3 separate regions of the Mus musculus genome follow, and regions 2 and 3 are each linked to region 1. A link is a contact called in public HiChIP or PLAC-seq and promoter capture Hi-C data. All regions are on one chromosome and are shown on one strand. Each heading gives the region's core, a stretch centred on a gene start, on an enhancer-like site or on the middle of the called end of the contact. The rest is flanking DNA. Distances are from core to core; before and after follow the strand shown. Region 1 holds the start of Lpin1 (lipin 1). Region 2 overlaps Greb1 (gene regulated by estrogen in breast cancer protein). Region 3 overlaps Greb1 (gene regulated by estrogen in breast cancer protein).

What was found. Promoter capture Hi-C pulls out the DNA fragments that hold promoters and counts their contacts. HiChIP or PLAC-seq counts read pairs in DNA pulled down with a chosen protein or histone mark.
Region 2: a contact with region 1 is called in a promoter capture Hi-C map of 3T3-L1-derived adipocytes, with 4 times the contacts expected there. The contact joins the enhancer-like site here to the promoter of Lpin1 in region 1. A contact is called at or near these places in 2 of 39 promoter capture datasets (3T3-L1-derived adipocytes and liver), 1 of 484 Hi-C or Micro-C datasets (nephron progenitors) and 3 of 9 other capture datasets (adipose tissue, liver and pancreatic islet).
Region 3: a contact with region 1 is called in an H3K4me3 HiChIP or PLAC-seq map of stem cell-derived neural progenitor cells, with 17 read pairs. The contact joins the enhancer-like site here to the promoter of Lpin1 in region 1. A contact is called at or near these places in 2 of 39 promoter capture datasets (embryonic stem cells and hippocampal neurons), 1 of 484 Hi-C or Micro-C datasets (embryonic stem cells), 3 of 115 datasets of contacts at active chromatin or transcription factors (forebrain, pancreatic cancer cells and stem cell-derived neural progenitor cells) and 2 of 9 other capture datasets (liver and pancreatic islet).

Annotation. Positions count from the first base shown.
Region 1 is chr12:16,587,473-16,591,185 of GRCm38.p6, forward strand. Lpin1 (lipin 1) reads right to left here and starts at 2,298. Exons shown (of 21, transcript NM_015763.4): 1 at 2,246-2,298.
Region 2 is chr12:16,734,031-16,737,965 of GRCm38.p6, forward strand. It overlaps Greb1 (gene regulated by estrogen in breast cancer protein), which reads right to left. Exons shown (of 35, transcript NM_015764.4): 5 at 1,116-1,235. Among named protein-coding and RNA genes, the nearest start is that of Greb1, 65 kb to the right of the region's middle. Within about 2 kb of position 2,626, at least 5 of the 459 cell types and tissues checked have an H3K27ac peak or open chromatin away from gene starts, as enhancers often do. A contact at or near this core is called in 3T3-L1-derived adipocytes, where this site is marked.
Region 3 is chr12:16,788,092-16,791,939 of GRCm38.p6, forward strand. The region is part of intron 1 of Greb1 (gene regulated by estrogen in breast cancer protein); the gene reads right to left. Among named protein-coding and RNA genes, the nearest start is that of Greb1, 11 kb to the right of the region's middle. Within about 2 kb of position 1,895, at least 77 of the 459 cell types and tissues checked have an H3K27ac peak or open chromatin away from gene starts, as enhancers often do. A contact at or near this core is called in pancreatic cancer cells and stem cell-derived neural progenitor cells, where this site is marked.

The sequences.
Region 1 (3,713 bases), core at 1,048-3,547:
CCTGCCTCGGTCGTTAGCAATGGTCACATATCCCCTGCGTTTCCAAGAGAATTGTGGCTCCATTCTGAGCCTGTAGGGTGGGTGATTCAAACAGCACCCACCACCCAGAGGTACTGGGAAGGAGCCTACGAATGGTCTTTCCTCAGTCTACATCCCAGGGAAAGCCTGGGTACTGACCCAACGGTAACAAGCAGCTCCAAAAAATACCGTACTAAGTCTCCTGTAGCAGAGTACTTCATGTGTGTTTAAAGTATGAAGGCTGTACCTACACACACACACACACACACACACACACACACACACACACACACACACACACACATGCAGAGCAGGGGACAGACACTACTGAATCAGATAAATACTGAGATATTGCAAGGATATATTCATGTTTCACAATAAACATAGTTTGAGGCAGGCAGAGTATGGTGGCACACACCCGTGATTCTAGCACCAAGAAGGCTGAGGCAGGATGACCTTGAGTTCCAGACTAGTCTGGGCAAGACAGTCAGGTCAAGAGGACAGCTCCAAGTTCACGTACAAAGACGTCCAAGTGCAGCCAATTCACCCACCAGCCTGCACCACTCCCTTCTGTTTGATTTTCAAAAGGCTCCAGAAACCAAGAACACCAACCCCATACCTAGCTATTCTGAAACAAGATACCTGTGCCCCTAAGCATTCCCACCCGCGTGCTTTTCAAATCAATTTATACCTTTATTGGTCCCTTACAGACCCTGAACCTAAGAGAGAAAAGACACACAAAAAAATGGATTCACAATCTAAGGTGGGGAAAGGGTGTGCCAAGTTATGGACCAGGGGCTAGCCTTGGGTAGCCAGGACCAGCCTAGCCCTATAAAGGGACCTCAGTGGTACCCTGGGCTGCCCCATCAGGGTGTAACAATCCGAAGTTGTAACAACCTGGAGCCTCTCGGTTCATCAGTCTAGTAAACAAAGGGTGGCCTTTCCCTCACTCTAGATAGGGAGGCTCCCAAGTGATGTCTCTGGCCCATGGATTTCCAGCTATCAGTAGTCAGTTGTCTTGCCATCTCCTGACCTTTCCCTCTCTTTAGCCTGAAGCACTGAGAGCAATAGATAAGCAAAGACCCACCCCAGCCTCCCCAGCAGACAGCACCCCACACAGAACAGCAACCAAGGATCCTATCTCCTTCATCTGAACCCCAACTTATCACCCAGGCAACAAGACTGGGCATGTTGTCCCTTTCAATAAAGTGACAAGCATCATAAGAACATTGCTGACTGCCACCTAAAAAGGGTAGAAATCACGTGAGGTGGGACAGCCACCAAGACAAAACCAAGCTCAGCCCCAGGCTTCCCAATCCAACCACCAGGCCCTACACAAGCAGGAATAAGGGCCAAAACACACACCCACACACAAAACCCGTGACAGCAGAAGCGCGCTGTCGGCAAACAGGAAGCTTTGTCAACACAGGGAATCAACACAGTGGGATCTTTCAGCCTTTCTGGGAACACTAGAAAGTCCCCTTAGTGGTGCAGATATTAGTCCTTAACTGCTTTCATTCATAAAACGTATTTTATGGAACAAAGGATAGATAGTATATGTGTGAATCCCCATGGGCCGCTATCCTCTCCTCCTAGAACCGTTACAGTCTTCCCCACAACTTCACTACCCAGTTGGAAGCTTTTTCCCACACGCCCCAGCCCAGCCCAGACCATTGCTTTCCTTCTTGCCTCCTGCCAAGGAGGGTGGGCGTCTGGAGCAACTACTGGCCACACAAATTATCAGCCAGCCACCTTGACTCTGTCCCCTTAATATGACTTAATATTAATACTTAATATGACTTCCAAAGCATTGCTTTCCCTCCCATATTCCCCCCGGCCTTTCCCAGATAAAAGTGCCTGCAGCTACTAAGGGAGCCACAGGCCCAGTGCCCACCAGACTGCAAAGCTGCAGAGAGGCCTGCTGCGAGCTTGATTATCTAAGAATCCCGGTTCCCAGTTCGCTGCCACCCAGCGGAGGCGTGCCCTTGGGCACGAAGGTCAACCTACCAGCCTAGACTCAGTTTCCTTGGCTGCAAAGCCTGAATCCTAAACCCTTTGGGATACGTCTCATCCGGGTCTCGGACCGCCACGGGGTCCCTGCAAGCTTCGACACCCCACGGGAAGGCCTGTGTCACAACACGGCCCACATCGCCTCCCTGCGGGGCCCCACGTCTCAGTAATGGGCTTTGGGGCGCAAGCTGGGCCCCGGGTCCCCATTGCTACTCACCAAGAGGATTCACGAGCAGGCGCGCACGCGTGTGGCTGCCTTTGTATGCAAACAGCGGGCCGGAGCGGCTGTCAGCTAAAGCACGGCAAGGGGCGGGGCCTGAAAGGAGGCGGAGTCTCCGGGGCGACGCCAGGGGACTCTGGAGGAGCGTGCTGCTGGGATGCTTTCAGAGCCCACAGACCCCCCCCCCACCCCACCCCACCTCCCACCTCCCTCTCATATCCCCGCCTCCCCCTTCCCATCCCATCCCTCCCCAGACTGGACTGTCTGCCTTGGCGTTCCAGGGAGTAGGCAGCCAAAGTCTTCTAATTCCACAGCCTGACCCTGTTTTGACCTTATGTCAGTTTACAATTAGTTCTTCCCCTGATGTGCCTGTCACAAGCTAGGGATCAATTCCTAATCTTAGCACTCCCACATCCTGCCTCCCTCCTGGCTAACATTCACCACCAGTCAGCAGAGCCAGGAAGGAATAAATAATAACAGACAATGCCAGGTCTGGGGGTGGAATGGCTCAAGTCAGACCAAGTCACTCTTAAGTGTCACGAGACTACTAGGAGACAAGGACTCCTATATCCCGGGCTTGCCTCAAGCTTTCTATGGGTTCCTGGATGACCCTGCACTTCGGATCTGCCTATCTTACCTCCCAAGTGTTGAGGTTACAGGCAATCCTACCCCCACCATGCCTACTTTATGCGAGCCGGGAATGGACCCCAGAGCTTCACATCCGCTAACTGAGCTACATCCAGGTAATAAATATCAAATTATATATACAACAACCCTCCGAAGAGTCAGTGCTTTCTGGGGGACAGAAGAGCAAAGACCTTGAGGAAGACTGCTGGAGAACATATACCTGGGGTCTCGTAGACCAACAGAGAGAGCCCAAGTATAATGTACCTGTCACCGGAAACTATATGCAGAAATATGAGTCAGAAATGGATGCCAGCCACAAGCAACCCAGGAGAGGGAGGTCAGAATGATGACGGGTGCGTCCCACCTTGAGAAAAACTAGTTCGTGGGGAGGTCCAGGGAGGAGTGGCTTGTGTACCCCAAACTGGTCCTAAAATCTACGAATCTAAAGGTGACCACGAACTTCCAATCCCTCTGCTTTCCGGTTTCTGGAATTACAGGTCCCCACCCCCACCCCCACACTGGGTTTCCGAGGCACTGGAGATCCCTCTCAAGGGATTCTGCCCACCAAGCAAGCTAGGACCCCAGTCCAAGACCAGGCCACCGAAGACCTGCAAGGGAACTGAGCCAGGCTGGGCTGCCTCCACCCCAGTGCTCAGGAGATCAGCACAGGCAGGGTGACTCTGAGCATAAAGACAGAGGTGGAAGCGCTCCAGCTGCACTTGGGGCAACACAAGTAGCCACAAGGGTTGTCTCCGCTGCCCACAAAGTCCTGGGGTTCTGGACCCCAGAATGAAGGCACCCTGCCCCACCTCCATCATCTCCTCCATCCTCCACACCC
Region 2 (3,935 bases), core at 1,376-3,875, 150 kb after region 1:
ACCTTTAGGGCAGCTGGAGAATGCGTGCTAAGGCGGTCAGGATCTACCGCAGGGATGTAGAAATCCAGTGAAAGTCACGTGACTGACTGCCCTTCTCACCCTTTCCCTCTGGGGACACTAGATGGCCCTGTTAACAGCTGTACTGATTTCTTTGTCTCAGTAACATCAGCTGGCACTCTGAGCCAGGGTCAGGGATAGGGTCAAGGTCAGGCCTCAGAGGGCATTGGCAGCTACCCTGATCATGTTCCAGTCCCAGTCTGTCACCGATCCCAGGCCATGCCTGAGTGCCCTGTTCATTCGTCTGTAGCTCTGGGACAGCATGCATCTCACCCCATAAGCCTTTGTGCCACTGCTTCCTCTGCAGTTTCCAAGCTTGCCCACCCATGGAAGTCTCCTGGCTAACTCTTACAGATCATCTAAAACCCAGAGGAAGGACCCTCTCCCCCAGGGAGCATCTCTGAAGCTCTCTGCCTACATCTGGAGTTTTCCTCAGTCCCCATGCTGCCAATCTTACCACCCACACAGAGGGCATAAAGCATCTGTCTCCCCAGATAGCCCCCGAGTTCTCATCTTTAACCTCTGAACTTCTGGAATAAGGGTTCAATATGTCAACTGCTGTTTATTCTAACAGTGATGGGCAACCCTTGGTTTGCAGAGTAGTGGAGTCTAGAATGTGAACCTGCAGGCCTCTCTGGATACAGAGCATAAGCTCTCACCATTGCACTGAGATGCTACCGTACCCAGCATGCCTTGCTTCTGTTCCTCATCAGCAAAACAGCAGTGATACTGCTGCCTGCCCAAATTCAAGATAATACAAATATGTTAGCTTCGCAGCCAAGAACTGATGAGACACAAAGGTCATTCCTACCTCATTTCAAATCAAGGTCCACTTGAGTAAGGAAAGTATGTTCTGACTTCCAAATAACAGACCCAAAACAATGACTACTGGACCCCATGCCATTCCTACAGTTGAGGCTGTCTACAGTGGCCGAGCAGCTGGGGCTGACTCTCAGCCTCCTATAGCCTATATAGGAACATGAGCCCAGCTCACATCTCTGGGGACAAGGAGGGCTATGACCCAGCTGCAGATCCTGAGCAGGGGTGCAGTGTCTTACCATCCGTGGTGCAGCAGCCTTCAGGAGGAGGGGGCAGCTGGTAGGCATTTGGGGGACTGCTGGGTTCTAACCCTCCTTCTCCATCTTCTTCTTCTTCCTCATTGTCTGCTCGGCTGCCGCCTAGAAGTGGGAGACAGCAGGGATGGTTTGTAAGGAAGCTGCTGTGGGGCTTTAAAAAGCCTGCTCCGGGGGCCTTTCTCTCTACCTTCAGCTACAAGCTCAATAAAGACCCAGGGCCTGGGGAACTGTTTGTGCAAGGGAAAGGAAGCTTGCACTGCTCTAAGAAGCACTCAGTAAACCCTTGCTGCTCTGTAACTCATTGGTCCTTAGGAAGTTGGGCATCCTGATCTTCTGTTCCAGGAGGAAAAGCCAAGGCTGTCTCAGGGTGGATGACTCCCCAAGGTGCACACAGACTCAAGCTCACGTTCACTTCTCCTCTAGCCACCACAGCTGCACATGTCTGCCCGGGTGCGAGGGAGTTGCTATGGATATGGAAGCTTGCTAAAGACTGACCTCATAGCCTCAACACCACATAGTAGGCATTCTGAAAACATTCATATGTGATATTCATCACAATGTAACATGTAACCTGTATCACAAATAAGGAACCTAGGACTGAGAGAGAGCCACTGGGCCACAGCTGGTCAAGGACCTGTGGCTGTGCCTGTGGGTCTACAGATGTCCCTAGTGTTCTTGAAAACATAAGTAGCATGAACTGCCTCAACATTGCATAAGGGAGCTGCTGAGCTTTCCACTAGAGTTCATCCAAAAAAATGCATATATTCATTGCTGGAAATGCAAACCTACACACAGGGGAGGGCGGATTCCATAACATTCTAGAATAAGGCCAAACATGCTGTTGTTTCAAGAAAGGAGGAACAGCAAATGTGAAACTGGTGGGGAGAGTCCTGGCCTTGAGCACCATTTCTCAATGTGGTGAGCCCCCCTGACTCCTGTCTTCCCTTACTGACCCAGCACCTAGCAAGATTCTCAGTGCAAAGGTCACACTGAGGAAAGAGCAGCTCACTGTTCCAAGCGAGGGTCAGCCTTTCCTACAGTTGGGGAAAGCAGGAGGTTCACAAAAATGAACTTTTCCAAGGCTGCTGACATTTAGTCCTTCCAGTGTCTTTTCTCCTAGTGTCTTAGGTAAAAATACTTCTCAGTATATCTTTACATTTCAATTACCAAACAGCACATAGATTAACTTGTGGGAAGGGTCCTTACAAGCACCCTTAAATTTGGCTGTCTCCTCTCTTTTTTGTTACCCGGTCTCTTACTGCTGGCTTGTTTTTAATGACTCCTACTGTTCTCATACTTGGCTCTAATATCCTCCCTCCCTCCAAAGGTTTTAGGTTAACAATAAAATTATGTGTAATGGAAAAGTCTAGACCACAGCTCTGGGAAGCCACAGTTCAGTTCTTAGTTTGTTGTTGCCGGTGTGGCCATGGGACACTCAACTTACCTCTCTGTGCAAAGCACATTGGTGAGCCCTAAGGCCATTGTGTGTTGTAATATTCTAGAACAGCAATTCCTAACCTGCCAGTCACAACTCCCACAGGGGTTGTATATCAGTACAACAGTATAACAGTAGCAAAATCAGTTATGAAGTAGCAACGAAAATAATTTTATGGTTGCAGGTCACCACAACATGAGCAACTGTATTAAAGGGTCACAGCATTGGGAAGACTGAGAACCACTGTGCTAGAAAAGGTGGCACCTTAGAATAATATCAAGTTTTGTACCTATAACTGTACAAGCTACTGGGGACATAACGTGACGGGGGCCAAGACCTTGAGAAGGAAATAACAGCTCTCTATCCTTCCTGGTTCCCTGGACCTTGTGGGTGCAGAACACACAAAGACCAAATGGTAGAAAAACTTCGGAAAGATTGCACATGACAAGCAGGCTGGGAGGAGTGAGCCCAGCAGCCTCATCTCCTCGGCATCTTCCTGTGCCTACAGTAGGCACAGGTTAGCCCCTGCACCAGGTCTCAGAGTCTCACCAGACTCCAGGCACCAGCATCCAGCATGACAGCAGATGCCACAGGTCCCACGGGGCTCTGATCTAGCTCTGCACAGACCCAGCATGACACAGACTCCAGTATTGGAGTGGAAAGTCATGCAAGATCCCCAAGAACCAAAAGCGAACACCCCCAAAGTCAGAGGCATGGATCAGCCACAGAGAAGAGGATGGGCATTATTCTGCTAAGCCCGATGAACAGACATTCCAACACACTTAGACAGAAACAAGAGATGAGGGTCTTAAGCCTCAGAGAGCCAAAGGGCTCAAACTGTAGGCAGGGTTAAAGGTCAAAGGTCTGCGGCAGACTTTCCGGACTTTGATGGGCTTTTCAGGCAGCACAGGCCTGGAGCAGACTAAACAGACATGTTTACAGAGGTCTCCTGGCAGGGTGAGAGCCTTAAAGTGGTCTTAGACAAAACCATCAGGGCTTAGAGCAGTAATAATAAAACACAAATCCGAGGACCCCATAGAGCCCTGACCACAGGCACATAAGGCCATTTACTCTGGTGTTTCTGCTCCATCTCTTCTCCTGTCATGAGATGCTCATCATTCTGAGCAGGCGGGATTATAGAAATTGACCTGCATTCCATGCAAATGGTAAATTTGTGATGCCTAGAACTGATGCAGTTATTTGTCTTGTTGCGCTTTCTCTTCAAAAGTCAGCCTTGTGTAAAAGGATTTTCCCCTAAAGGGGGTAGTAGGTAAGAGCCCTAATTCAAAGAACAAAGCTATAATAAGGCTCCTGCTAAATTACCCCCACAAATACATAAAATGTTACCAGATCCCCGGGTGTTTAGT
Region 3 (3,848 bases), core at 645-3,144, 200 kb after region 1:
AACACAGCAAGAAGCTAGCACTTGTGATAGCGGTTGCTAGACACATCTCAAAGTAATCTTCCTACTCTTTGCTATAGCCCAGAAACAAAGAAACAAAGGGACAGGCTGCCTAAGTGACTTCACACTCGGGAATCCCACCACTGCTCTCCTCTCCCACGATATCTCTTTGTCTGTCAGCTCCCTACCATCCCTGCAGAGATTCAAAGATCTCCTGACAGGGAGGGAGAAATGCAACATCAAAGTATGGTTAGCTACATGGTATCAAATAATTGAGCTGAATGTGTTCCTGGGCCAATTCCAGGAGTACCCTAATCCTCGGATTGGCTCTGGTGAGTTCCCAGGTGACAGGACCTAATTCTGGCCTCTGAGGATCTGGGCAGGTAAGGTGACCATAACACAGTACAGCCAGTCAGTACAAGCGAGCCAGACACTGTCTGATTGAAGATCGTGACCACAGTCCTGCAGATCATCCCACTCACGTCCCACCTGAAATCATGGCTCACAGTGGCAGCAGCGTTTCCTTCACCTTACCCATGTCTCTGGCTCAGATGTCAATCGCACAGCAGCAGCCATCACTCTGCTTCTGTTTGCTGTTCTTCTTAGGCTTTCTCCCAGAGGGGCCCCCAGTTGGTAGAAGACTTAAGAGAAAAAGTACACCCAGTACTTGCTCATCAGTCAGAACACAGATCACTTTGTTGTTCTTTTGTAGTTATGAGTCAGAGTCTCCCTGAATAGCCCTGGCTGGCCTGGAATTCACTGTGTAGACCAGACTGGCTTCAAACTCATAGAGATCTGCCTGCTTCTGACTCCAGAGTGCTGGGATTAACTGTACCATCCATGTTAAAAGGCTGTTCCACATTAGATACCATTTCCTTCTCACTCTGGGGGGCATCTTTTCTCTGTGTCCTTACTGTAAGTATTCCACTTCACACGTTTTGATAGCTGCAGATATCAAATATTCTTTGACATAATTTCTTTATATTATGAGATTTGGGCTTTGAAGAAATGGAAGTTGTATTGTGGTCTTCTCTGCTTAATCAAATATTTACATTATATTTATATTATAGTGAATATATACTGCTAAATATTATAAATTTACACCTATCCCTTATAGGAACTGTTCAAAAGTATCATTGAGGTAACAGATGGTTATTTATTAGGTAAAATGGTTACAATTTCTCTGTGCCCTAGTAAAACCCTGTCTCAAGATAAAACAAAGCAACACAATAGCAATGGCCATCCAGATGATTCAGAGGGTAAAGGCACTTGCTGCCTATCCTACTGACGCTTGGACCCACATGGTAGGACAGAACTGTGCCAAGTTGTCCTCTGACCTGCTATGGCTTGTGCACATGTATACACACACACATGCTCTCTCTCTCTCTCTCTCTCTCTCTCTCTCTCTCTCTCTCTCTCTCTCTCTCTCACACACACACACACACACACACACACACACACACACACACCAAAACAAACAAAAAAAGTGTAAAGATTGATGGTGCCCCCAAATGCTGACAGTGCTTATCTCTAGAAAAAGGAATTTATTTCTTGTTTTGCTTTCTCTTCCACTTATACATTTTCTGCCACCAGCACATATCATCTTTGATTCTGAACAGAATGCTTTTCAATCTTTTAATCAGATAAAGAAATCAATATATTTTCCTCCAAACAAATCAGAGAGCCGGACAGAATTGGCAAATGCTAATGTCGTTGATCAACCCCTGCCTACAATTAACAGTGGGTGTTAGCTCAGGGCTCCCTCACCCTGGCTCCCCACAGGGAGACCTCCTTGTGCTGGCAGGGCAAAGGATGAGGCCAGATAACAGTCTGTAGACATGCCTTTGATGTCCTCGGCCTTCCCTGGGACAGCAGACCAGGGGAAACAAAAGCCCATTCTGCAGCTTTGGCCACAGCCGGACCCCAGGCTCCCCACCTTTTAATACTGCTGGGCTCTCTGGTATGACCTCTGCCCCCACACACAAAGGCCTCATTCAGCAGCATGGCCAGCCATGTTGAAAATTCTCTCCAGATTCAGCCATTGAGAGAATTTTTGTTTCCAAACTAGCTTTGTCTTTCCATGACTCAACTGGACTGAGAAAGGGGTTTTGGAATGAATTGCCAAAAAAAAAAAAAAAAAAAAAAAAAAAAAAAAGATAATTTCTTCCAAAATAATTTAGGGTTCACAAGAATTTTTTCAGGACAAGAAAATTTCAGATACAGTTTGCATAATTGTATTTTTTTCCTTAATTTCTCCAGTGAGCACATCTGTGTATTAGAACATTTTTTAAAGTTATCAGTATCCTTAACAAATGGAAACTCACATTTCCCAGACTGCATTTAAATTCCACATATTGGCTACCCAGGTTTCTAAACCCAACTTCTCAAACCTCTTCAGTGGGTGGGGAGGTCTGATAGGAGCTGATAGCTAAAATTGGCCAGCAGTTTAGGCAAGGCAGTCCCTGAAGGAGCCCAGGCAGGTCATGCCCCATACCAACCACAAGGTTAACTTCACCCTACAGGTCAGGGTGCCCCAGATCAGCCTAGGATACTGCAGGCTGCCAGACGCCATCAGCACAGCCAGTCCGTCTGCCCTGACTCATATCCCCACTCAGCTACTGCACAATCTTGACTCACAGTGTCCTAAAGCTGACTGTATTCATGGCTATCTGGATGCCTAGAGTTACCTTAAAAACACATCTACAGCAACAACTTTGGTTTTTTTGAGACGAGGGGCTCGGGTAGCCCAGGCTAGCCTCAAATCCTCTGTGTAGCCAAAGATGCTCTTGAACTGCTGATTTCCTGCCTCCACCTCCAGCCTGCCCAGTTCACAGGCATACGCCATACACACGGTTTATGCTGGGGGTGGAGCCCAGTGCTCTGTCAATTTCTCTCTCCTCCAGTTCAAAGAAAGATCAACTCTGACCATCTTAGAAATCAGCTCGAAAGCAATTCAGCGGAGGTGAGGAAGCTTTTCCAACAAACGGTACTGGAACAACCCAGCAAGGAAGTGAACCTGGACCTAAACCACAGCACCTTTAACAACAGTTGACTCCCAGAGGCCCACAGACTCAAAGAAAGCATGTGACCAGAATGCAGTTCTTTAAATAATAGAATGTTTTTGTGAACTAGAGTTAGTCAAAGAGCTTATTAATTTAACATCAAAAGCATATTACACAAACACACTTATAGATGCACACACAGACATACATATACAAGCATACAGAGATACACAGATACACACAGATAGATGATAGATACACACACAGAGAGACACACAGACATACATATACAAATACCCGCACAGAGAGACACATAGATACACACATTCAGACATATATATATATATATATATATACAAATACACATACATATATAGACACACAGACAAAGGCACACACAGAGAAACATTTATATACAAACACACACACAATATAGATACACAGACATACATATACAAAAACCCACACAAAGAGACACACAAACAAATATATATATTCAAATACACACACAGACACAAACACACACATAGGGGTACATGCAAACATACATATATAAGTACCCACACAGAGAGGTACACAGATACACACACTCAGACATATATATACAAATACACTCACATAGAGACACATAGACACACATAGAGGCACATGCAGACATATATATATATATATATATATATATATATATATATATATATATATACACACACACACACACACACACACACAAATACATACACAGAGAGACACACAGTTACACAGACACACATAGGGGCACACGCAGACATACATATACAAATACACACACACAGCTGATACACTAGACTTTAATAAGAATTCTGCTCTGCC